2 separate regions of the Sus scrofa genome follow, and region 2 is linked to region 1. Evidence: chromatin contacts called from public Hi-C data. All regions are on one chromosome and are shown on one strand. Each heading gives the region's core, a stretch centred on a gene start, on an enhancer-like site or on the middle of the called end of the contact. The rest is flanking DNA. Distances are from core to core; before and after follow the strand shown.

Region 1 (6,863 bases), core at 1,099-3,598:
GCAATTTTTTACATGTTGACAATTTTTTTTCCTGTTATAGATAATTTACACTTCTCATTTGATTTATACATTCGTCCGTTCTTTCAAAGAAGCAAAGACTCAGTAAAGTCCTAATATTTGCCAAGCGCTATGTGGAAGACACACATATTCTCTACTCAGATAATTTCAGTATACTCTGGCCAACATTTGTGACAACTAAGGACAAAAGCCTGATTTACTTGTCCAAAAGTTTTATTGCATTTCTTTGATTTTTCGTGAGATGGCATCCTTGCTAATTTGTTGATTCTTTTTGAGAATTTCCTTGTCTCTCTTTGTTGCCCCTTCCCCACTTATCCAAATATGTGCTGTTGGGCAAATTATTTAATCTCTAACTTTGTTTTCCTATTTGTCAAAGGGGAGTAGTAATTGTACCAATGCTGTGGGATTGTTGTCTACACTCAAGGAGACTGAGTATCTTAATGTCTCAATGAGACATATCTTAAGCCAGCGCCTAGCACATTGCAAGTAAACATTACCTGTTGTTGTTATTATTTCCCAGATGGAGAAAGTGAAATGAATCTTCTGTCAGTGGATCCAAGGAATGAGCAAACTAGAATTCTGTGCACTTTGCCCTGGCACTGTGTGTCAATTTTTAAACAAGCTTTCTGTGTGTTTAAACAAATTTACCAAGTAAGGAACTTCCTCCATCTCTCAGGAATAGAAGGACAGATTATTTAGTATATGAATGGGGGAAGGGAGTTGTTTTTCCTGCAACCTATTGCTAAGTTTTACAAAGATCTGCTAAGATTGTTAAACGGAAAATGTCCTTAAGTGGGTTTTTTTTTTTTCTTTTTCCAGGATTTAGGAATATTCCTTAATCAAAGGAATAGGAACAGTGATGTGTTAAAAGTTAAGGTTAATAACCAAAAAATTCTTCACTGTACCCTTAGGAAGAATGAACTTAATGCTGAATTGAATTGACAAGTGTTGGACTCGTCAGTGTGCAAAAGAGCCAGCTATGAGACTCTCAGTTATGTTGAGTCAAGCCTCTATGCTTATGAAATTTAAAAAAAAATGTTTTTCCTGCTGAATATATATGCACACACACACTATACATACATACATACATACATATATATATATATATATATATACAGCTCTAAAATAAATCTGGTCATTAATATCACATGCTTAATCTGAATAAAGGAATATGTGCCTTGGTAAATTGTGTGAATGTTAGATATAATTGAATGTCACATTGTCTTGATTTACAAAAACTAAAAGCTGAGGAACTGACAGATGTCAGTCAAGAGATTCCATTGTTCTAGGTATTGTATATATGATGTCAAAATTCTGAATAAAATTTATGTTGATTCAATTGTGACCACATCTATTTTATAAAAATGATTAAAATATGCACTATACAGTCTTTTCACAGAAGCAAGTAAGTGTGGCATATGGGGAAACCTCTTCAAGCTGCTGAAGAAGTAGCAAACTGTAAAATACTTTACTGTCACAATATAGCATTATTTTCATCCGGATGAAATCATTCGTTGCTGTTTTCTTTGTGGGGGTAAAGTTCTTTTGTTAAATACCTAGATCTTAAAAAGCTCTCGGATATTAAAAACAAAACAAAAAACCTTTCCTATTCCAGCCGACGCATGTGAGAGGCAAAGATTATATGTCCTGATGCAGTTCTTAGGTTCTTCCGGAGGGAAGAAGTGGAAAGAGGCCGGAAGGTTTCAGAGCAACAAGCAAAGTCAGTGAAGCAGAAAGTAAATCCAAATATTCGGCAAATGACAAATCAGAAAGGAGCCATGCCAGCTGTTCACGCTGGAAAGTTACTGAACATTTATTTTGGTTCAAGTTTTATTTTTGTATGAAGAAGGAACAATAAGTTTTCTACGGGGGTGGGGTGTCTTATTCCCAAGTACATGAATAGAGAACAGAGAGTTTGCAAGGCAGGTGGGTGTTTCCTCCGGGCACGTCTACGCTTCTCCCTACCGCCAGCGCTCCGATGGGACCTCCACCTTGGGGACAGAACCCCAGGACGGCACTGCTCGGGCGGCGGGGTTTCTCTGCGCTTGTCCTCCGGGGTCCGGCCACACTGCTTACCCAACTCTCGCTTCTCAAATGCGATTTCTGGAACAGGGCAGCCAGCGGTGCGCGGTCCCCTTTCCCGCCTGCTGGCCTGGAGCCGCGGCGGGCGGCAGGGCCCGGGTGGCGAACAAAGGCAAAGCGGAGCGCTGGGCGCGCGGCCGGGGTTGGCGCGCGTCTCTCCGGCAGGCGGCGGCGCGCCCGAGCCAGCATTCCTCAGAAGCGCCCCGAGCCCGCGGGGCTACGTCACCCCTGGCTCCGCCCCCGTCCCTCCCCGAGCAAAGTAACTCTTGACTAACAGGAGCAGCCTCTGCCGAGCATGGAGAGCTGCCGCCGCGGCCGGCGGGCGACGCGGGCGACGCTGGCGCCCCAGAGGTAGTTTGGCGACCGCGGAGCAGGAAAAAGTGCTGGAGGGCGGCCGTCGACTCCCCGCCCTCACCCCGCCAGGCCCGGCCGGCCGCCCAGCCGTGGATTTCGCTGCGATACCCCCGGCCGCTCTTTGCAAAGCGGCTTGAAACTTCTCCCAAAGTCGACATGGATACAGCGGCGGCGGCGCTGCCTGTTTTTGTAGCGCTCTTGCTCCTCTCCCCTTGGCCTCTCCTAGGGTCGGCCCAAGGCCAGTTCTCCGCAGGTGAGTGGCCGGGGCGGGGCGCGGGGTGGGAGTGGGGGCGTCCGGAACTCCGGAACCCCGACGAACGCCCCGGGCCCGGGTTCGCCGGGGGTGGAATCGGCTCCACTCCAGGGCTGGGAACAAGGGTTTAGGAGAAGCTTTAGCGGCCCGGGGGTGTACCAGGCGGAGGGAGCGATGTCCCCAGACTTTATGCCAGGTGGGAAACGGGGCACTCTCCTGGGCGCCACCGGCTCAGGTAACTTTCATCCTCGCAACCCATTGTTCCCGGCAGAGGCTCGCTCGGAGCGCCGGCGGGCAGGGCTGTGGGGAGTGCGCGAGACTGGGCTTTTCTTGGGAAACTGGGATTCTCGGCGCCCGGCGCAGGCTGCACCGCGCCGGGGAAGAGAGAAAGAAAAAGTAGTTACGACTCTGGGAATGGCTACGCTGTTGCTCGTGGTGCGGGCTTGTGGCTCTCTGCCACTGGAGCGTTCACAAATTTTTTTTCCCCCGGGAAGCCATTGTCAGAAATGTGGAGACTCGAAGGGACTGACCTCGGCGCGCTTTGCCAGGTGCTTTTTGTCCAGGGAATAACCTCCCTTGACTATTGTCTAACTACTTCCCCGTCCTTCCCGCAGTCCTTTTCTCCTCCCCCAGTGGCGGGCTGCTCCTGGGCTCGCCCGGTGGGTTAGGGCACTGCGCGGAGTAGGGTGTGTGTGTGTGTGTTGTGTGTGTGTGTTGGCGGAGCCTGCTAGGTGTTTGGAAACACGATTCTAAGGATCGTCCTGGGCAGCGAGGTCTGGGCGCCGGGTCGGGGAAGCCTGACCCACGGTGTGGGAGCCCGCCTCTCCGGCAGAGCCACCGCGAAGCTGGCCCAGCTGCTCCCGGAGCCCGCTTGGATGATTGGGGACTGCAAACGACTGCCACCCGCCAGGAGAACCCAAAAGGAGGGATGCGGTGCGGTCTCGCGTGTTAAGCACTTTATATTCTAGTAAAACCACTTAGAGAAGTCCATGAAGCCCCGTCTCTCGCATTCCCATCCTCCGTTCCCTTCCAGTTTTGTCATCCTTCCTGTCGGTTGCTTCTTTCGTTCTCTCCTCTGGGGGCCCTGAAGTTTCACCAAGTGGACGCTGGGGAGCAGGCTCCCGGGCAATCGTTTGCCTCCCGCCGGTCCTGACAACTTTTCTGGCCAGCCTACCCAGCTCAGCTTGGCTGGCGAGCGCTGCCTTGGTTCGCGGTGCAGATGGAGACGCAGAGGTGGCCGAGGAGTGCTGGAGAAGACGGGGGAAGCGACAGCCCCTCTCCTGGCTGTGGCCACAGGACGCGGAGAACGAAAGAACTTTGCACTTGTCAGTTTCTCTCGTTGTTGTGGCTACCCGGTTTCCTGGAAATAAACTCAGATTGCTGTTTCCCGGAGTAATGTTTATTTCCCTTCCGTCTCCTTTCTCTCCTTTAGAACTCTATAAAAGGAATTAGACAACAGATTCAGGTGGCAGTCTGTGGTGTGCACTCAGGCAGATTATGCAATGCACCGAGCAGAGGAAAAGTTATGTATACTAGTAATGTATGCAGAGGATAACAGCTCAGTGCAATGAATGATCTGATAGCTTAATTTTCATTCTTTCTGGAGTAAGCATTACTGCAACCATCTTTGACATGTGATGCCAGTTAGTATTGGAAGCCTGCTTGATGTGAGACATATAATGTAGGCAGGTTGGAGTGGTTATTGATTTCTGCACAGTGTTTGTCACTGCACAGAGAGCCTTCGCTTGAAAAGACATGTAGTTTGTTAATTGAAAGTTGGAATTCTACCAGTTGCATGATAAAACTTACATGTATTTAAGAGTCGCAACTATTAATGTCTCAACAGTTAATGGTTATATTTTCAGCAGTAAAGAAACTTTTCTTTTTCTCTTTTCAAATGTTATTTACCCTCTAGTTAACAAGTAAATATTAAATTTCTTCTGGCAGAATGTGGAGGTGAGCTTTTCTGATCCTTAGAGTTCATCTATCTCTAATGAACAGTTGTGTTCTTAGCCAGTTCTAAGTGATTTAACTAAATATGCCTGGCTTTTCTTTGGTGACAGAGCAAAACATTTGACTTTATTTTATATTTAAGTAAAAGGATGTGCAGTCCTAATAGACGCAGTTCCGCCAGGATTGTATCTCAGAATTTTGCTATTCAGGATTTACCTGTCTATCCATCTGTTTATCTAACTATCTATGCCCAGAAATGAATGCCCTTTATTCCCACAGTTCAAATTGTGGATCTGCCTTTCTCCATAAATTAAAAGTTTGTTTCATAAAAATTCCCATTTTCTGCCAATTTTAAGTCATTTGTTATTCTACTGTCATCGGATTATGTGGCAGATTTGTTGCAAAGACATGAAGTCAGATGGAGGTGTATTCTTTTTTGCTTTGTTTTCCTTACATTCTACTTTAAATGATTAATTTTTATTTCTTTTGAGAAATTTAAGTAAAACTGCTTCAGAAATATAAAATACATGTTCAGAGTTTTAAAATACTCTGTTAAATATGTTTTAAAAATCACACTCATCAGGCCAATTTACCACTTTTAGAGTGAAAGATGGCAGATTGTTGGATCTTTGCTATATCATGTGCCCACTCACCCACTCTGCTTTGTTTAAACCGCAGTTTGAAGAACAGTTTCATCATTTGTGACTTTTTTTCTTAGCTTTGGAAGTTAAAGTATAAAAATGCTGCACTGTGAGCCTCATTAGAACTTAAACTTTCAGAACTTCCTCTAAATCTCAACTTAGGAGTTCCTGTTGTGGCGCAGCAGAAATGAATCTGACTAGGATCCGTGAGGAGGGGATTCCATCCCTGCCCTTGCTCAGTGGGTCGGGGATCCTGCGTTGCCATGAGCTGAACTGTGGTGTAGGTCGCTGAGGTGGCTTGGATCCTGGATCCTGCGTTTCTGTGGCTGTGATGCAGGCCAGCAGCTACGGCTCCTATTTGACCCCCAGCCTGGGAACTTACATAAGCCGCAGGTGCGTCCCTAAAAAGATTAAAAAAAAAAAATCTCAATTTATATTTTTTCAGTTAAATTGCTCACTTAAAACAATGCCTGTTGTCAGATCTGTGTTATGTCTGGGGAAATCGAGGCCAAAAAACACAAAGATGTACTGTAGTTTATTCACGGGGCAGTGTCATTGTCATCTCGTGATATCATAGTATGAGAATGTTTTTCTGTGTTCGGACTCTGATGGCTGACAAAAGCAGTCACAGATGAGATAATTTAGAGACTCAGCTTTGTCATCTGTAAAATGGGGATGATAATACCCATTCTGACATTTCCACATGGTTTTTATGAGGATGGTATGGAATATTTATGTGAGCTAGCACTGTAAGTTATCAAGCCTCATATGGCAGCTATCTGGGGTGTAATCATCATACATTAAGATAGCTAAGTGCCTTGACTTCAGTCTTTTCTTGCTCCCACACTCCTGTTTAGCACAGGCTCTTTAAGGAATGTGTGTATGTGTGAGACTTAGCCAGTCATTCATTTGAATTGTTGTTAAACATAAACATCCTAGATTGGCCAGACCATAATTTTATCAGCACAGTGAGAGATATTATTCTTTAATTTGTTAAAAAAAAATTACCTCCTGTAAATCCTTACTTGAGCTGAACCTGCGGAAGTCATTGTTCACATTCATAGTATTCCAACTATAGATGAAATTTATTTTTAGTTAATTTCTTTAGCTGTCCGTTCAACTATGGGCTGTTCAGCTTTTTTTATCTCAGTGGGAGAAAAATATGCAGCTTTTTAGATGCAGTCTTATCAGTGACCTAGAGAGGGACTATTGTCTCTCTAGTATGATGTGAGCCTGGAAATGCAACTCCAGATCCTGCCTTGGATATAGTTCCTGGCATGTCACACTGTTCATTCACTTGATCCCTCAGAACTTTAAAGCTCATCTAAGTGGTGCCACTTTCCCAGTGTCTCCTTTTTTGATGTCTCTGTATGTGAATTAAATTTCTCTTATACTTATTATCTACTGGGAAGATATATCAGAGACAGCTTTTTACGGTCTGCCTCTTGGTTTCCTAGTTTTGATTGGCCAGAATCACTGAGTTCCTCAATTCATTAAAACTCCAAGTTCGAAACTAGAATTAATAAGTGGTCTCCATATATCTGACTGTTGATTTTCCTAGA
Region 2 (6,863 bases), core at 1,485-3,984, 400 kb after region 1:
TTGTGAGCCTCCCTTTGCTTCAAAAAGAGTGTCTTGGATGCTGTTTGAGTTCGGTAAATAGCTACTTGTTACTGTTAAGAGGTACTGAGATTTCTGTTTTAAATGGTCTTTGGCTAGCAGCCCAGGACATTATATCTCTAAATTTCCCACCAAATTGATTATGAACACTCGGAAAAAGTTGACACTTCACAATATGGGAAAGAGATACTGATGGTCAACTTACTGCCAGAATTTGGGAGGGATTCTGGACTTTTCCCCTATATTTAGTTTTAGAAAACTTCAAGAGTACAGCGGTTGAAGTAATTTAATAGTGACACCTGTATGCCAACCACTTCAATTTTACTACTGTGATCTTACTCTACTTGCTTTGTCACACATACAATCATAGCTTTTTTGTTGGAAATGGATTTTTTTTAATGCAGTTGATGGGTTACCTGTGCTATACTTCTGGATAGAGCTATGTAAGCTTTCTTTAAGTAAGAAGTAAACACTTTACTGAACCTGACTTAATAAGAGTTTTCCTCGATGTGAAAAACTGGGCAACTCCTCATAGGCTGTAGAAGTTTTGCTTTTCAAAATAAACCCCATCTTCAAGTACCTATCTATTGGTTTAAAAATCCATTCATGAGGAGTACCTGTGGTGTCTCATGAGTAATGAACCTGGCTAGTATCCATGAGGATATGGGTTTGATCCATGGCCTCCTCAATCAGTGGGCCAGGTATCCAGTATTGCTGTGAGCTGTGGTGTAGGCCACAGACGTGGCTTGGATCCCATGTAACTGTGACTGTGGCATAGGCCAGCAGCTGCAGATCCAATTCGACCCCCAGCCTGGAACTTCCACATGCCACAGGTGCAGCCCTTAAAAAAAAAATTGCCACAAAAATTAAAAAAAAAAAATCCATTCCTAAAAGTAACTGAGAGTGTAAATGAGAACTAGGAAGAAGGATATATGTGGTTATATTTTTCACCCTTCAGAGTGCTGTTCCTGCAAGTAGGACACCATAAGGGTAAGAGGAAAATGCCAGGTAAGAGTTTCTGCTGGAGCTTCTAGTTTTTAGGTTATTCCAGCTGTTCTGAACATTAGACTTCTGGGAATGGGAGAAGAATACTCAGGGCTGTGGAGTTTCCCAGAAAAAGTCTGATAGATTCTAGAGCTTGGAAAGAACCACACACATCAACCGGTCCTCCCGTAGCCATGGGATCAGCCATCGCAGGAGGACATATGGAGTGACGACAAGAGCAGAGGAGGCATTATTTTTGTTAGCTATCACCCCAAGTTCAGACTAGCTCTAGACTTGTCCTAAAATAAACAGAAAGAGATAGCGTAGGAATTTTTAAAAATAAAAATACTTCAGAATTACTCCATAGTCATAAATACCCAAGGAAAATGCAACAGCATCTACAGTGTTTTAAAGAAAAGTAGTGAGTCATGAATTTTATACCAGACCAATTAACATTCATATGAGAAGGTGACAAATAAGCATTTTTATTAAGCAGGAGTTTAGGAAATATACTCTCATGAAATTTGCATGAAAAATGTAAGAGTCTAATGATGCCACGACATTGAATTAGTTGGGCATCTTCCTTTACACTTTTGGATCCCAGATCCTGCAAGAACCTTTGTTGGGCTGTATGTCTGATAGGTGAGGCCCAGGAGGAACTTTAAGCGCAGTCTGTGATGCCTCTCTCAGATATTCTGTTGTTTTCCTCATTTCCTGATACCATGTGTATGACTACCATAAAAAATACCAGAACCTTGTGGCTCAAACAGCAAAAACTTATCTTCTTACGTGTCTGGAGGCTAGAAGTTCAAAGATGAGGGTGTCAGCAGGTTGGATTTCTTGGCCTCTCTCACTGGTTTCAGACAGCAGCCTTCTCACAAGGTCTTTGGGTGGTCTTTCCTCTGTGCACTTACATTCCTGGTATCTCTCTGTGTGTCCAACTTTCTCATACATATAACACCCAGGGCCCACCCTCAGCGTCTCATTTTAACTAAGTTACCTCTTTAAAAGCCCTACCTCCGAATACCACCCCATTCTGAAATCCTGGATTTAGATGCAAATTTGGAGGAGATATAGTTCAGCCTGTAACACCTTATTTTTTTGGGGTATCTGATGACCTCTTCATGCTCCACCAGATGCTATTCTTTCTTAAGCACTTGAGAACAATGTATAGTTTCTTTCTTTTCTTTTCGTTTCTTTTCTTTCTTGTCTTTTTGTGGCATATGGAAGTTACCAGGCTAGGAGTCAAATCGGAGCTGCAGCTGCAGGCCTACGCCACAGCAACTTGGTATTCAGGCTGCCTCTGTGACCTACACTGCAGCTTACAGCAATGATGGATCCTTAACCCACTGAGCTGGTCCAGGGATCGAACCCACGTCCTCATGGTTACTAGTTATGTTCATTACCACTGAGCCACAACGGGAACTCCCAATGACCAGTTCCTTTATAGAAGTGTAACACTCAGGGGCAAACCCAGAGCGTATCTAGTAGACTTGGTTTCACTTTTGCAAAACAACAGCATTTGAAAATTAGCAGCACTGAAAGACTCAGAAATCATAGTGATGTCCTCAATGCAAAATAAGTTAAGAAGGCTTTGCTCCTAAAAGAAAGGGATGGTGCAGTCCTTGTGCAACTCCACCAGCATGTCCACCTTGAAAGTGTGTTAGGATTACAGCAGCCAGGTTGGTATCATATCATTCAGGCACCCTTCCTAGGCCGATTCTCAATAGCACTGAAAAAGCAGTTCTGCAAGGGCTGTGTTAATAATAAGCAAAGAGTCAACAGGGACTTTTTGTTGTAGAAGCTGCAGTAAGTGGCTATGACGCAGTAATGTCTGTCTCAGCTCTGGGAGAGCCTGAGCCATAGGGAAACGTGGACCCTGCACAGTGGCTTCACTAAACCAAGAGGGAAGGACCCCAGATCTCTGGCTCCAAATCTCCATAAAAGCCTTCCAACTTGTTAACAAGTGAAGGCAAAAAGAGGAGATCCTATGGGCTTTGTTTGGGAACACACATCAATCATGATTAGACCATGCTCCTCATCTTTAAGACTAAATAAAGAAGAAAACAAAATATGTTGATATATTAGTCAGGGTTCTCCAGAGAAACAGAACCACTTGAGTGTGTGTGTTTGTGCAGGGGTGGAGGAGGGATAGGAAAAAAAAAAAAAAAGATTTATTTTTAAGGAGTTGACTCATGGGGTTGTGGAGGCTAGTTAAGTCCAACGTTTGCAGGACAGGCTGACAGGCTAGAAATTCTGGCAGAAGATGGTTGCAGTGTTGAGTCCAGTTTGGGGGCAGACTTATTCTTTAGGGGATCTCAGTCTTTGTTTTTTTTTTTTTTTTGGCTATGCTCCTATCATGTGGAAGTTCCCAGGCCAGGGATCTAACCCACGCTACAACTGTAATCTGAGCCACAGCAGTGACAATGCCAGATCCTTAGCCTCTTGGGGCACCAGGAAACTCCTCAGTCTGTCTTGTAAGCTTTCAACTGCTGGGATGGGGGCCCACCCATATAATGGAGGTTGATCCGCTTTACTCAAAGTCGTTGATTAAACGTTAATCACATCTAAAATCTTCCTTCACAGCAACGTCTAGATCGATGTTTGCCACACAGTAGGACTCTGTGTTACCATAGCTAAGCTGACACTTGCATTAACCAGCACAGATGACTAGGAAAGATTCCTGAAATGTGATGAATGAAGAATACCACACTCACAGTGGAGGAGAAAAGCATAGGGTTGACAATATTCTAAAAAAATACTTCAGAAAATATCCTATTTGTATTCTTACTAAAATTTAAAAACTAAGGGCTCTGAGAAAAGAACAACTAGAACTCAGGAATATTTTTTCAGGTCGTGGATGCCTAAGAGAAGCTATAAATATGCATGTATGTTTATTTTGGCAACATAAAGATGCATTTGGCTGTAGAAATGGAAAATATTCGTCACCACAAATATAGTTGACTCTACTAATCGCTGGTGAATAGTTTTGTTAATGGTTATAGCAATAATATTATTATTGGAATCATTCAAAGTAAAAAGTCAGAATTCGTAGTTTGCCAATGCTGTTTTGCCAATTTGGTTGCAGGGGGCAGTGTTTGAATCTAAAATATTTGGAATTTTACATCATTTTAGTGAGTTATAGATTTAAAAAAAAAAAAAAAAGCTAGAATGTTTGGCTTTGGGACCATTCTGGGAAATAAAGGACATAGAGTTTCTATAAATGTTGAGATCCACAGCATCAAATGTAGGATACTTTACTTTGAAATTTTTCCTTTAGTCATTATTCCAGACAAATAGTTGTGGAAGCATTACTATTTTATACTTGCTTGTGGCTTTGCTCTTTAACGGCATATTAAGACATCCAATTTGAATTTGTACATTTTGAATGCATTTCCTCAAAATATAAACTCTTATCTTTTTTCATCCTTGAAAAGAATTTTTAAAATGTTATCTCAGGTGTAATTTTTCTCCTTAGTTGTAGATACATAAACTTGAATCAAATGTAATCATTTCATGTTTCTAAGTAAAAAATAAAATATGAAGTCATTGCATGTTTTCTTATGCAAATGGGAAATACCAAGATTGATAATATTCTTAAGTTTAGTGCATCATCTGTGGGTGTATTATATGAAAATATGTTTCTTCTGATATTTACAATAGATATCACAGTGAAACAAATTTTAAAGTGAAAGAGGTCTTGCTGTCAGGATCATGTTTTCTTCCCCCCCCCCCAATACAGTATTTTTTTTCCTACTGTACTGCATGGTGACCCAGTTACACACACACATGTATACTTTCTTTTTTATCACATTATCATGCTCCATCATAAGTGACTAGACATAGTTCCCAGAGCTATACAGCAGGATCTCATTGCTAGTCCCTTCCAAAGGCAATAGTCTGCATCTGTTGACCCCAAGCTCCCAATCCATCCCACTCCCTCCCCCTCCCCCTTGACAACCACAAGTCTATTCTCAAGTCCATGATTTTCTTTTCTGTGGTAAGGTTCATTTGTGCCTTTATATATATATAGTCTTTTTAGCATCCTCGGGTTATGGAGTTCCCAGGCTAGGGGTTAAATCTGAGCCGTCGCCCCTGGCCTATGCCACGCCCACAGCAACTTGGGATCCGAGCTGGGTCTGTGACCTACACCAAAGCTCTTGGCGACACCGGATCCTTAACCCACTGAGCAAGGCCAGGGATCAACCCTGCAACCTCATGGATACTAGTCAGATTCGTTTCTGCTGAGCCATGACGGGAACTCCAAGATCATGTCTTAAAAATCATGTCATTCTATCTATATTATATAGGAAAGTTATTATATAGAGTGAGGGAAACCAAACAAATTTGTAAGTCATATGTCTAAATTCTAAATGTTCGTTTTTCAACATTTGATACTAAGTAGCTGTTTTTAATCTCTTCCTGTACAAATACCCTGAGCTAAAATTTTTGGCATGTTCTTCTCTTCCTTAGGATTGAATTTTTGACTGATGACACCATGTTAGAAAGGTGTCTGTTCCACTTCATTTTGTTGCTGATGTGAGAATGTGAGTCAGTCTCTGACAGTGTCAGTCGCTTTTGAGTATCTCTGTATGGAGAGTTACTCTTACTGGAATGGGATGTTGACATCCAGGTGTTCATATCTGGCTGATGGGAAAATTACGATCATTCTCTGGTTTATGTTATCGGGCTTTACAAAATGACATAAAGAATAGCTGTTAATACTTGCTATATTATCAGTTAGACTTGAAGCAGCATAAGTGAACTCAGGTTGTGCGTGGTGGGAAAGATTGTGTGGAAGATAGAATATGGTATTCAAGTACTAAATGAAAACCAAATATGCCATAAATTTTACTACTGTCACTTAAATTTTGTCCATGTAATAGTGATATCATCTCTGTGATTCCAGAAAGCTCTATGATAAAGCTTAATATTAGTAATATTCTCCAGAATCAGGGAAGCAGCTATAACTGATGACACTATTCATATTTGAAAAATGCACACCCTGTAACTATTTATATTCTTGATCTTTTATCTTATGTAATATTGTTAGGGTCCACTTTATTTCACTGCTTTGATTGTAGATGTACAGTATTTTGTAGGACAATGTTCTATAATTATTTGTCTGAAAAAAGTATTTGGACTTTGAAATTTTGCTATTGACCATAATGGCAAAATTATTTAAATGCTTTGCATACAAATTATTAGAATCATATTTTTCTATAGTGCAAAGATCAAAGAGCTACAATAAAAAACACTGATGACTGAGGTTGCAAATTTTCACTCACATGATATCATTACTTGCTTCTAATTTGACATTATTCAATAAAAATAGGGAAAAAAAAACTAGAATGAACCATGCTTTCTTATAAACCATGAAATGGTGGTTTGAGACTCTCCCTTTTATTTTACTTTATTTTTAAAATTTTTGTTGTTGTTTCATTTTTTATTTGTATGTTTTTCTTTTTACAGCCACACCCACGGCATATGGAAGTTCCAGAGCTGGGGTCGAACTGGAGCTGCAGCTGGAACCTATGTCACAGCCACAGCAACACTTGATCCAAGCCACATCTTCCACCTTTGTTGCAGCTGTGGCAATGTCCAATCCTTAATCCACTGAACGAGGCCAGGGATCAAACCTGCATCCTCATGGATACTGTGTCAAGTTCTTAACCCACTGAACCACAATGGGAACTCTGGGTCTCTCCCTTCTAAAACTCAGTCTCATTAAAAGAAAAAAAGAAGCACCATTGGAGTTTCCTCTGTAGCAAAGTGGGTTAAGGATCTGGTAATGCTGCAGCTGTGGCATATGTCCCAGCTGAGGCTCAGATCTCAATACCTGGTCCAAGAACTTCCATATG

What was found. Hi-C and Micro-C count contacts between places; a contact is called where the count stands out from the background.
Region 2: a contact with region 1 is called in a Hi-C map of skeletal muscle, with 3 times the contacts expected there. The contact joins the enhancer-like site here to the promoter of PTPRK in region 1. A contact is called at or near these places in 1 of 5 promoter capture datasets (liver), 2 of 47 Hi-C or Micro-C datasets (fetal heart ventricle and skeletal muscle) and 1 of 2 datasets of contacts at active chromatin or transcription factors (skeletal muscle).

What each region holds. Positions count from the first base shown.
Region 1 is chr1:34,691,015-34,697,877 of Sscrofa11.1, forward strand. PTPRK (receptor-type tyrosine-protein phosphatase kappa) reads left to right here and starts at 2,349. Exons shown (of 30, transcript XM_003353215.4): 1 at 2,349-2,707. The coding sequence starts at 2,611.
Region 2 is chr1:35,086,582-35,093,444 of Sscrofa11.1, forward strand. All of the region lies in intron 7 of PTPRK (receptor-type tyrosine-protein phosphatase kappa), which reads left to right. Among named protein-coding and RNA genes, the nearest start is that of THEMIS, 240 kb to the right of the region's middle. Within about 2 kb of position 2,735, at least 4 of the 83 cell types and tissues checked have an H3K27ac peak or open chromatin away from gene starts, as enhancers often do.